Regions from separate parts of the Xenopus tropicalis genome. Here region 1 is linked to region 2. The links are chromatin contacts, called in public Hi-C maps. All regions are on one chromosome and are shown on one strand. Each heading gives the region's core, a stretch centred on a gene start, on an enhancer-like site or on the middle of the called end of the contact. The rest is flanking DNA. Distances are from core to core; before and after follow the strand shown.

Region 1 (4,822 bases), core at 962-3,461, 590 kb after region 2:
ATATATATATATATATATATATATATATATATATATATATATATATATATATATATATATATATAAATATATAGCAGGACTCTTCAGTATTGCATAGGCTAGAGCTGCATTAGTCCTCATTGCCAAGTGACAGTATTAGCCGCTAATTGGCAGGGGCTAGCCACTGGCGCATAAATTAGACTTAAAAATATAATGCCCCTACCCCTTAAACACACACCATCACCACCAAAGGCTAGACTTACTTGTGGGTGTGACCATTATTACAAAGGGTCAACAATGGCATTGCCCCCCACCTCAGCACTTTGGTTTAAGCAGCATGCATCGAATATAACAGGTATTAGGACAGGGTACCCTAATTATATACGTTGGTACAAATCACAGGAACATGCAGATGGGTGGGGAGAGGTGGCATGCAGGAAAACAAAGCTGGCACCATGCTAAACCCCAAGCATAGATTTCATTTCTATCCCTATAGGTATACTAGTGCAGTTCGCCACTGCTGATCCTTTCGCAGTCCATTTGGTGACAGTAGGACTCTTTGCCTGAAGCCCCTCACTCCCACCAGTTCCCAGCTGCTGTGATTCTCAATTACCCTAATGTAGATTCACTATGCGTGCTGTAGCATATACATACAATCCTGCAGGTAATAGAGTTCTTACATTATTAACGGTGGTGCCAAGTGGAGAGAAAATATAATTTGTATATTAGATTATTACTTTGGTGGGTTATTAGAAAGGATTAGATTATTTAGTATCAGCAGAACCTCTTTATTTTCCTACAAGGAAATGATTGAAAGGTGTAATACAGGGCTGTGAAAATAATTCCCTTGACTGGGTGTTAGAACAGAACAGGGAGTGTATAAATAATTGATATTTAATATAGATGCCAGGCTGCCCTATCCCCCCCAGCATGTGTTTGGGGGCAGCGCCCCGGATGTAATTTCAGATTTTTCATACATAAATGAATGACCACAACAGAAATTAACAGGTCATAATTGAAGACGAATAAACACACAGTAATCTATAGCACGGTGATTAGGTTGGGGAGAAAATAAATCAGAACGAAAATGTTTTCAATTGCCCATTCCAAATCCAGAAATGTCCCTTTTGCAGGGTAAAATATTGGCACTGCACTAATTTCGAGTATCATCACCTTTACAAAAGTACTTACAATTATCTATTAATTGCAATTGTTTCCTAGAAGTAGAATAAAACATGATGTATATCCTCAAAATACAATGTTTCCCAGTTTAAGAAAATGTAGTTCTAAAGTAACTTTCCAATATATATCAATATCAATCGCGGGGTTTACAGTTATTGGAAATCGAAACTACGATCGAAAGTAAATATCTTCCAGCCCCCTCCATTTTTTTTCACAGGGGAAGTGGTTTTGATCCTTGAAACACTGTAGCGAAAGCAAGCTGATGAACAGACTGGTGAAGAAAAGTACCCAAGGTTGGCTTTTAATACGTGGTTTCAACAGGCAGAGCAGTGAAAAAGGGGCAGAAAAATACTGTTAGCAATTGTGCTTACATTTATAAATAGCGTTTAAAGCCGTTATACAAAATAATGTATATTGGAAAGTAGATTAGAATTTACTTTTTTATGCAAAATTAGTTTTATTTTTAAAAGGACACGCTAATGGCCACATGTCCAGGCCAGAATTATCGATTCAACCAAAGGAAATCTTACTGGGCTCATACAGGCACCCTGTCTCCCAGAGAGCATCAGATGGCTCTGGCTATTTCAGTGCTCCTCTACATGCCCAATATGGACTGCTTCTTGGAACCACTTTCAAACACAAAAAGTAATAAAGTACTTTAAAACAATTAAATAAAATCTATTTTAACTCTACATTCTATAATGTAGAAATATTGTAAATGCATCATGCTAAATAACACATAGCAAATTCTAAATTAATGTAAATATGAATAATGTAAGGATAATATGAAGGAATAATATGTCCAAGTCTAGGATGGGCAGACCATTTGTACATTATTATCATCATTTGCATGTTCATTGGCATTCATATAAAGACATACTAAGACTAGTGGCTTGATCAGGAACCTACACATCTCCGCACTGACTAGATAAGGGAGAGAACAATTAGCAGTCATCAATACAAACACTTCCCGGCGTGGGTTATTGCCTCACAATGAGCTAATGGAATCCTGCCGGGCAATAGGGAGCCAGGAGGAGCCGCGGATCGGGGTCCTAGCGCCGCTTCATGCACACAAGAGAGGCGTGATGGGAAACGACCTATGTTTACTAACAAGCTGCTGCAGGCACTGACAGCGTTAAACATGATGCATGACCCTTGCTACATATTGCACCTGCCGGGATGGATGGAGCCCAGTAAGATCTTGCGCTTTGGCCTTGGGCTGATGGGCAGCAGTGGGAAGGAGATGAACCTTTACATACTCTGTACAGAGAGGGGCCAAGCCTGGGAATCTCCAGCCCTATTTATTCTCACCCACACGGAGCACTGCGAGCTCATTTCATTTTCACAATGGTTTATGTTGAAAATAATGATAGATCTCTCTAAGGGGTCGAGCTCATGAAAAAGCCAAGGTCAGCGGAGCTGCGGTGCGCACACACTGTCATTTTCTGGCAGTCGCACATTATCACACCAACAGCTGCTACACAAGACTGACGGCAAAGAGGCCTTGCTACCTACAGGCAATGAACCATCAGCCCTTAGCTTGGTGGGTAACAAAAGGGAAACCCCTGGTAAATGAGCCCTTATCTTCTCTCCATCCCAGGGAAGTGTCCTGCAGAGGGCATAAGAGACTTGGTTGCTGCAGACAGTTCGGTCGGGATATTGACCACACCACTCAGATCTATACTCTGCTTAAACATTTTCCCCATCAGCATGTCTGTGGTCACAAAACACTTCTTCTTCTTGACACTTTCCCCCTAGAATATTGATAAGATCATTTAGCTGAATCTGTTTGGGACTCGTGTAATATCGACTAGAAGTTAGAAAAGATGATCCGATCTAATAACCACAGAACGTTCTTTTCTTCTTCAGGGACTTTACACAGATTTCTGCTATATTTTCCTCAGGGGTTTAACCGGGCAACGTTTTATTCTCGAAATTTAAGCAAGGTTAGTTAACCCAGGTTTTGGCTGTTTTTGTCTTCTGTTTTTGCATTAACAACAGGAGATCAAAAGTAAAACAAAAGCATGTCAAAAGCCTGGGGGAGGTTAATGTTCATCTCTACCAGGCAATCACAGTAAACATTTATCAAAAAAGGAAGAAATGTACAATAAAAAAACGAGTAAACAATTACTCATCCCTTCATGAAAAGCAGTTCTAAGAGCCATGTAATTTGTTCATGTTAATGAATAGAGACGCTCTACTATTTAAGAATATTGAAAGATTTTTCCGCTTTGAATAATATTTTCTTAGTCGGATATAATATGAATTTCTATTTTTAAATAATCAAATAATCTAAAATGATAGTTTTGTCACTATTTATCTGTTTAAACTTTTTCTTTTAAACCAAAATACATGATAAATAAAAAAACAATCATACTTATGAGATATATATTTCACAAACTAGAGTAAACGATTAAATTAGTTCGTATTTTATATTGTAATAAAATATTACTTTAACATAAATATATAGGATGTCTGTAATTTATTTTCTCCACGAGCACATTCGAAATATACCAAAGCAAAGTGTGTAAAGAATCTCATTGGGGAAGAAAAAAAAATACATTTCATATAGATTTAGATCACCTTATCGTCCAAATTTACAAAAAAAAACTGAAAAAAGGTCAATATTTTTGCTTTCAGAGAAATAAATATACAATTAAACAGGAACCTTTCCCTGGGATGTATAAAAATACAAATTAAAATAAGAAAAATAGACAACTGAGACTTAAAACTATTTGAGCATTTTTGAAAAACAAATCTTTATCATATGTACATTTCTTTAGGGTTGTATAGTAGTTTAAAAACCGTCTGCTTAGTGTTGGGACACCCATAAAAAGATTACTTTTGCCGATTTATAGCATTTCATGCAGCTCAAGAAGGGTTTTCATTGTTATTTGTTACTTTACAGTGTATTAAACCTTCCTTCTGAACAAACACAAATAAACCAGATATTGTATTCCAGAAAACTTCTACCACCAAACTGCATTTGAAAGCAATTGTGATAAATGTTTTCGTTTCTCTTTGATAAATAGTGAGCAGTGCATCTACCCAGCTAGTGGAGTGTGCGCTTGAGTGTATCACTAGTTCCCCTGCTCATTGGAACCACTTGGGAAATATCCTGAGTAATATCCACAGGAGGAATGATAACCTGAACTAAACAACCTTTTCAAAAACGACCATTAATTCTGAAGCACCAATATACCTGTTAAAATAAAACAAAGAGAATGTAAAAATAAAAATGAAAAATGAAAGAAATGCGTTCTGCGTGACCCAATCTGAAAGAGGTATTTAGCAAATCCCTTGATTTTATTAGCAGGGAAGAAGGCCATCCAGACTCTACATTTTTTAAGACCTCATTCTTACCAGGGAACTAACGGGTTTACCTTACAGATAATGTCAGAGGATTCAGTGTATAGACAATAGAGAAGGAGAGAGAGGGGGCTTGAAAGGGAGAGTTTTCTTTATCCTGAACTCTTTCCCACAATGGATAAAAGAGGGGCTTTTAATCGCAACAGCTGATAAATTTAGAAGGGGGAATAAATGTGGAACAAAAAAAAAAATCCCTTTCGCTGTCAGGCCCATCTGGCACTAAACAAATCACTGCTGCAATGAAAGAGTTAAATACCAGGAGGGAAAAGATACCAACCGAATAAGAGCTCAA
Region 2 (4,968 bases), core at 1,648-4,147:
GAATTTTAAAGTGGAGTCCCAATGCAGAGATTTAGTGAAATCAGTGTGCCTAATTGTATACTGGTGTTAAACAGATAACTAGTGTAATCCCTTGCCCTTTAATCCAGTTATTATTCATGGTATCCTGATTATGCGATATACCAATTTTCTGCCTACTGTGGAAATTTTTACATTTGCAAGAGGTTTTGAATAAGGTGAGAAAAATGTGCCTATTCTAACAGCGTTAAAAAAGGAACTTTGTTTTTTAATAAATGATATTAGTTACATACATTACGCGATGATATAGAGAATTATTTTGCCCCCACTGTCGCTTTCGTTATTTTTATGTTTTACAGTATTTTTGTATATATTTAGTATTCTTGCTTTGTTTAGTTTGCACTAGGAAATATTATACTTTAGTTTGTATGTTTCAACAGATCCCTGCAACTTAAACTGCATTTGGCTTTTTTCTACATAAACATTAAGCTAAGTATAAATGGGTTAGGGAAGTTTGGGTAGAGTACTCTAGAAATACTAATTGATTTTCTACTTTCAAGCGAATGCTCATGTACTAGAGGTAATAAAAAACGACAAAATATGTAAGGTTATTAACGCATTCGTTAATTTTTTTTTAATTATTGGATTGGATTTGCTTTAGATTCGAACTGTAACACTGGGAATATAGGAGTTCTAATGCAAAGAGGACATCATTACTATGCATATTTGGATTATTAGTCTCTTTGCTCTTTTTGATTCGGAGGAGTACAGCGCTACAATTAAATCAGAAGATCGAAATCTAACTATGCAGAATGGCAGCTTCGCACCAATGTATCTATATGTATCTATTAATGTTCTTTCTTTTCATCACCAGTGAATCATTTCATCTGTTCCTTCTTTAAACTGATGGATTTACCTGCTGTAGTAACGTTGGGATGCTATAGGTGACTAGAGGTAATACGATTTAATACATTAGTGCATACCTTTTTCATCATGGGTCGGAGTGGCTGTAGTGGAGATGTCAAACCACTGTGCAAGGGAACTGGAGTACCATACAGTGAGTTCTTCTCCTGGCTGCACGTCCCTCAGAGTCCTATAATATATCTGTGGGACATAAGCATGGTAAGGCAGACGCATTAGACTGCAGCTTTACATATGGACACTCGGACAGGAAAACAAATAGATGGATTGACATATATATATAGAGAGAGATTTGGCGATAATTATAATGAAGATATGCTAAATGACTGACAGGTGATAAATACAGGACGAACGATTGCATATAAAAGAAAGACAGAAAGAAGGAGAAGTGAATGACATTGATAGACAAACAGGTTTTCCAAATAAAGAAACAAGATAGTTGTACCTGGCCTCCTGGTAAATCAGATATAGCTTCCAGAATCTGTTCCTGATTGTTTCTGGCTGCTCTGATTAAGCCCATCCATTCTGTGGCGGGACCTCCAGCCTCATCAAGCAGGTCCCCTCTCACAAAACGCACCTAAAAGCCAATAGATTGCTCAATTGTCACTCAGTATAGGAGTAATCGTTAAAAATAGAGGGTTATGTGTGTACGTTTGTGTGTGTGTAAAAAAATCGATGAAAGTTTTTTTTGTTTATTTTTTTCAATACAGCGCAATAAACTATTGAATATTTAACCACTACTGTCCAGTTTTATCAGCGTGACTTCAATCATTACCACATCCCAAAGGGACCATATAGTAAAGGAGCATATTAAGGCTTAAATAGTTGAATGGGCATGTAATAAAAGTCACTTTAACAATGCAGACTAATGTGAGAACCCAATGGAGCCAGATGATGAGAAATAAATTTGAGAAGTCTGGCAGAGCGTTCAAAAACAATTAAAAGACATTAAAAATCGGAGCGGAACGTGTGACAAAAGCCATTGATTTTTCCAGCCCCCCTTGTGTGCTCTGCTCATTATTTACTGATAACGCTTCTGTTTTTGCCATTAGTTATTCATATACCAGTGCACTGCACTTGTTTTCACTATATTACCCTCAGTCACTAAATTATTTGTAGATAACGACAGAAATAAAAAAAAGTACTTATATGTCCAGGACATTGGCAATTAAAGTAATAAATACATATTATCCGACAATGCATTAAATAAATCAAAACGAAAAGCATTTGAAAAAACAATTCATAATATGGCAGAAAAAGGCTATAATTAAGGTTCCCTACCAGAACTCACTGATATATTACTATTGGAAAATTCGTTCATACAAATATTAGTCACCATAAATGCGTTATAAGTGTACAGTTAAAGAACAAATTTACCAAAATGAGTTCGATATTTCCCTATAACGCAAGGATAAGTTCTTAGAGCCAAAACAAAATATAAACAGTATGCTGAATATATATATATATGTTCATATATATCTATAAATATATATATCTATATATATACACTACAAAAAAAAGACCAGCATCACATTTCTTGTGAAAAACCAAAACATGTATTTAAAACAGCATGAACACCTATATATATGCAAAATATATAACTATATATATATATATATATATATCCCTTCCTCGTTTACTATTTGATGTGCTGCAGCAGCCAAATACACTACCCCTGTACATCTTTTAGGATAAGCAATAGCCATTGCAAATGTCAAATACCTTTTTCTTGGGTCCAGGTTCCCTGCGATCTGACAAGTACTTCCCTAGTTTGAAGATGCCCATGATGGGACCAAGTCGCAGGCCGGCAGGGATGCAGTTGTCGGCGTAGATGCTGACGGCCAGAGCCCTGTTGCAATGCATGCTGGCAGCAGGACCCCCAGTAGTTGGCAGTGACAGAGGCAGAGAGAGGGGAGGACAGCACTCAGGCGTATCTCCGCCTGCACAGTGACGCTGCTTTGCACTCTCCCTGGCTTTTCTATGGGCTCGGGAGGGGATGCTCTAGGGCTCCCACTTTGGTGAGAGAGTTTGCTTCTCCAGCAGCTGCACAATCTCAGCCAAGAGGGTCACATGGAGACTTTCCCTAAGCCTCCTGCATAATCAACTCCCATGAATGGTAACCAGACAATGGTCCAGGCGACCTTCTCATTCCTAAAAATCCAATTTGTCAAGGGCAAAGAAAAGACTCTGGTGAATCAAAGGTCTAGGGGGACCATTAATCCTCAGCATGGGGTATTGTCCCCTAGACAGTTACGATATTTTAAGTGACAAATCCACTGTATAATTTCTCCATAAATTTTACTTCTCCTTATTGTTTCCCAGACAAACCAGTTTTACAAAATAAGTGACTTCTTTAGGTCTACTCGGCTGATTCTTTTGAGGTTTAATATACTTCAAAGATTTTTAATTCTCTTCCCCTTGGCTTTATTGCAAAAGGCTGTTTAACAAAGGGACCAGGAATGTTTGAGGACTTGTTAACTCCTATTGATTCCTGGCGTGTGCCAAACAAAACTCAGGCAGGTACTTGATGGGAAAAAACCCCACCAGCACCTACAACTCCTTCTACAGCCACTATTGCATGGGGCTTCTTATGTCCCTTATGTCGAAGTTTAGATCACATATTTGGTACAGAAAGTAGCATTTCCTTAAAATTAACTAACGGTTCTCTGAGAAAAAATCGACATATTTTATTCCATCTACATTTGACTTTGCAAAGGGGCAAAAATATTTGACAATATTTTAATATGCCTAAGTATTTTAACAATTTATTAGACCAATTTATTCTAACTTGACATACATGTATATATATATATTAGAATGAATGCGCACTTAATTACATGAGCATTTATTCTCACAGCATGTGCACTTTACATACATGCTAGAATAATTATGTACTGACTACGTTCAAGCATACATATATTTATCCATTCATGTAAACCTATTCCTATACATGTAAGCATACCGTTACGTTAATTTCTATTCAAATAGGTAATCATGCTACCATATTTACCAATAGATCCACAAACAGGTACATGGCACAGTTCATAGATGGACACCCAGACATGCACTGAACACCGAAAATAATCTGAACACCAATTACACTACCCCTGTACACCTTTTGGGATCAGCAAAGTAAACATTTGCGAGCGTCACTCCTTTGAATTTTGGACACATTTAGATTGATTTGTCCAACAAATAAACGTTTGATACTGCATTTTTCTTGTATTACTAGAGCGTTACTAGGTGCAGTGTTTTTGATTCTGAAATAATGCTGTCATGTTCTTCTGGTATATCTAATGCATGGAGTTTGATTTATACCGACCCCCTAAAAACCTTGCAATTTAGAATCTTTCCTGCAACTTATATGAGATGATAGATAGATATATAGATAGATAGATAGATAGATAGATAGATGATAGATAGATAAGATAGATGATAGATAGATAGATAGATAATAGATAGATAATAGATAGATAATAGATAGATAGATAGATAGATAGATAGATAGATAGATAGATAGATAGATAGATAGATGATAGATAGATAGATAGATAGATAGATAGATAGATAGATAGATAGATGATAGATAGATAGATAGATAGATAGATAGATGATAGATAGATAGATAGATAGATAGATAGATAGATAGATGATAGATTTTGTTTCTCTATTGACAGTTGTCTGTTAGGATAATTTCGAGCATAATTCTATTTATTTATGTTTTCTAATTTTCCTAACATTTTGCAGCAACCTATAGATCCCCAGCAAACAAGCTTACAAGTTACAATTTAGGCTGGAGAAACCTGTCCAGTATGTTAAACCCTTCTGTGTTATACCCTGTTGGATAGAGCATATTTGTGTCTCTGTATCTGGGTTGACATGAACAAATATACTCCTACCCAGTCGGAAGAGGACTAGGTGGTTCAGAAAACATCAGGAAAGCATCACCCTGCACTAGATAATGGGACTGTGGCTGAGACGCTTCTATGAAATCTAGGCTCCACCAAGCTGGTTAAAAAAACGAATTAATCCCTTTGATCGTCCCCATGAATGGTAGGTAATGAAAAAGGG

Evidence for each region. Hi-C and Micro-C count contacts between places; a contact is called where the count stands out from the background.
Region 1: a Hi-C map of neurula embryo shows a contact between it and region 2, with 2.4 times the contacts expected there. The contact joins the enhancer-like site here to the promoter of prdm13 in region 2. A contact is called at or near these places in 2 of 5 Hi-C or Micro-C datasets (gastrula embryo and neurula embryo).

What each region holds. Positions count from the first base shown.
Region 1 is chr5:82,584,865-82,589,686 of UCB_Xtro_10.0, forward strand. It overlaps pou3f2 (POU class 3 homeobox 2), which reads right to left. Exons shown (of 1, transcript NM_001276377.1): 1 at 3,629-4,822. Among named protein-coding and RNA genes, the nearest start is that of pou3f2, 4.8 kb to the right of the region's middle. Within about 2 kb of position 2,212, at least 1 of the 11 cell types and tissues checked has an H3K27ac peak or open chromatin away from gene starts, as enhancers often do. A contact at or near this core is called in neurula embryo, where this site is marked.
Region 2 is chr5:81,993,932-81,998,899 of UCB_Xtro_10.0, forward strand. It overlaps prdm13 (PR domain zinc finger protein 13), which reads right to left and starts at 2,898. Exons shown (of 4, transcript XM_002932160.5): 1 at 2,620-2,898; 2 at 1,343-1,474; 3 at 960-1,080. The coding sequence starts at 2,760.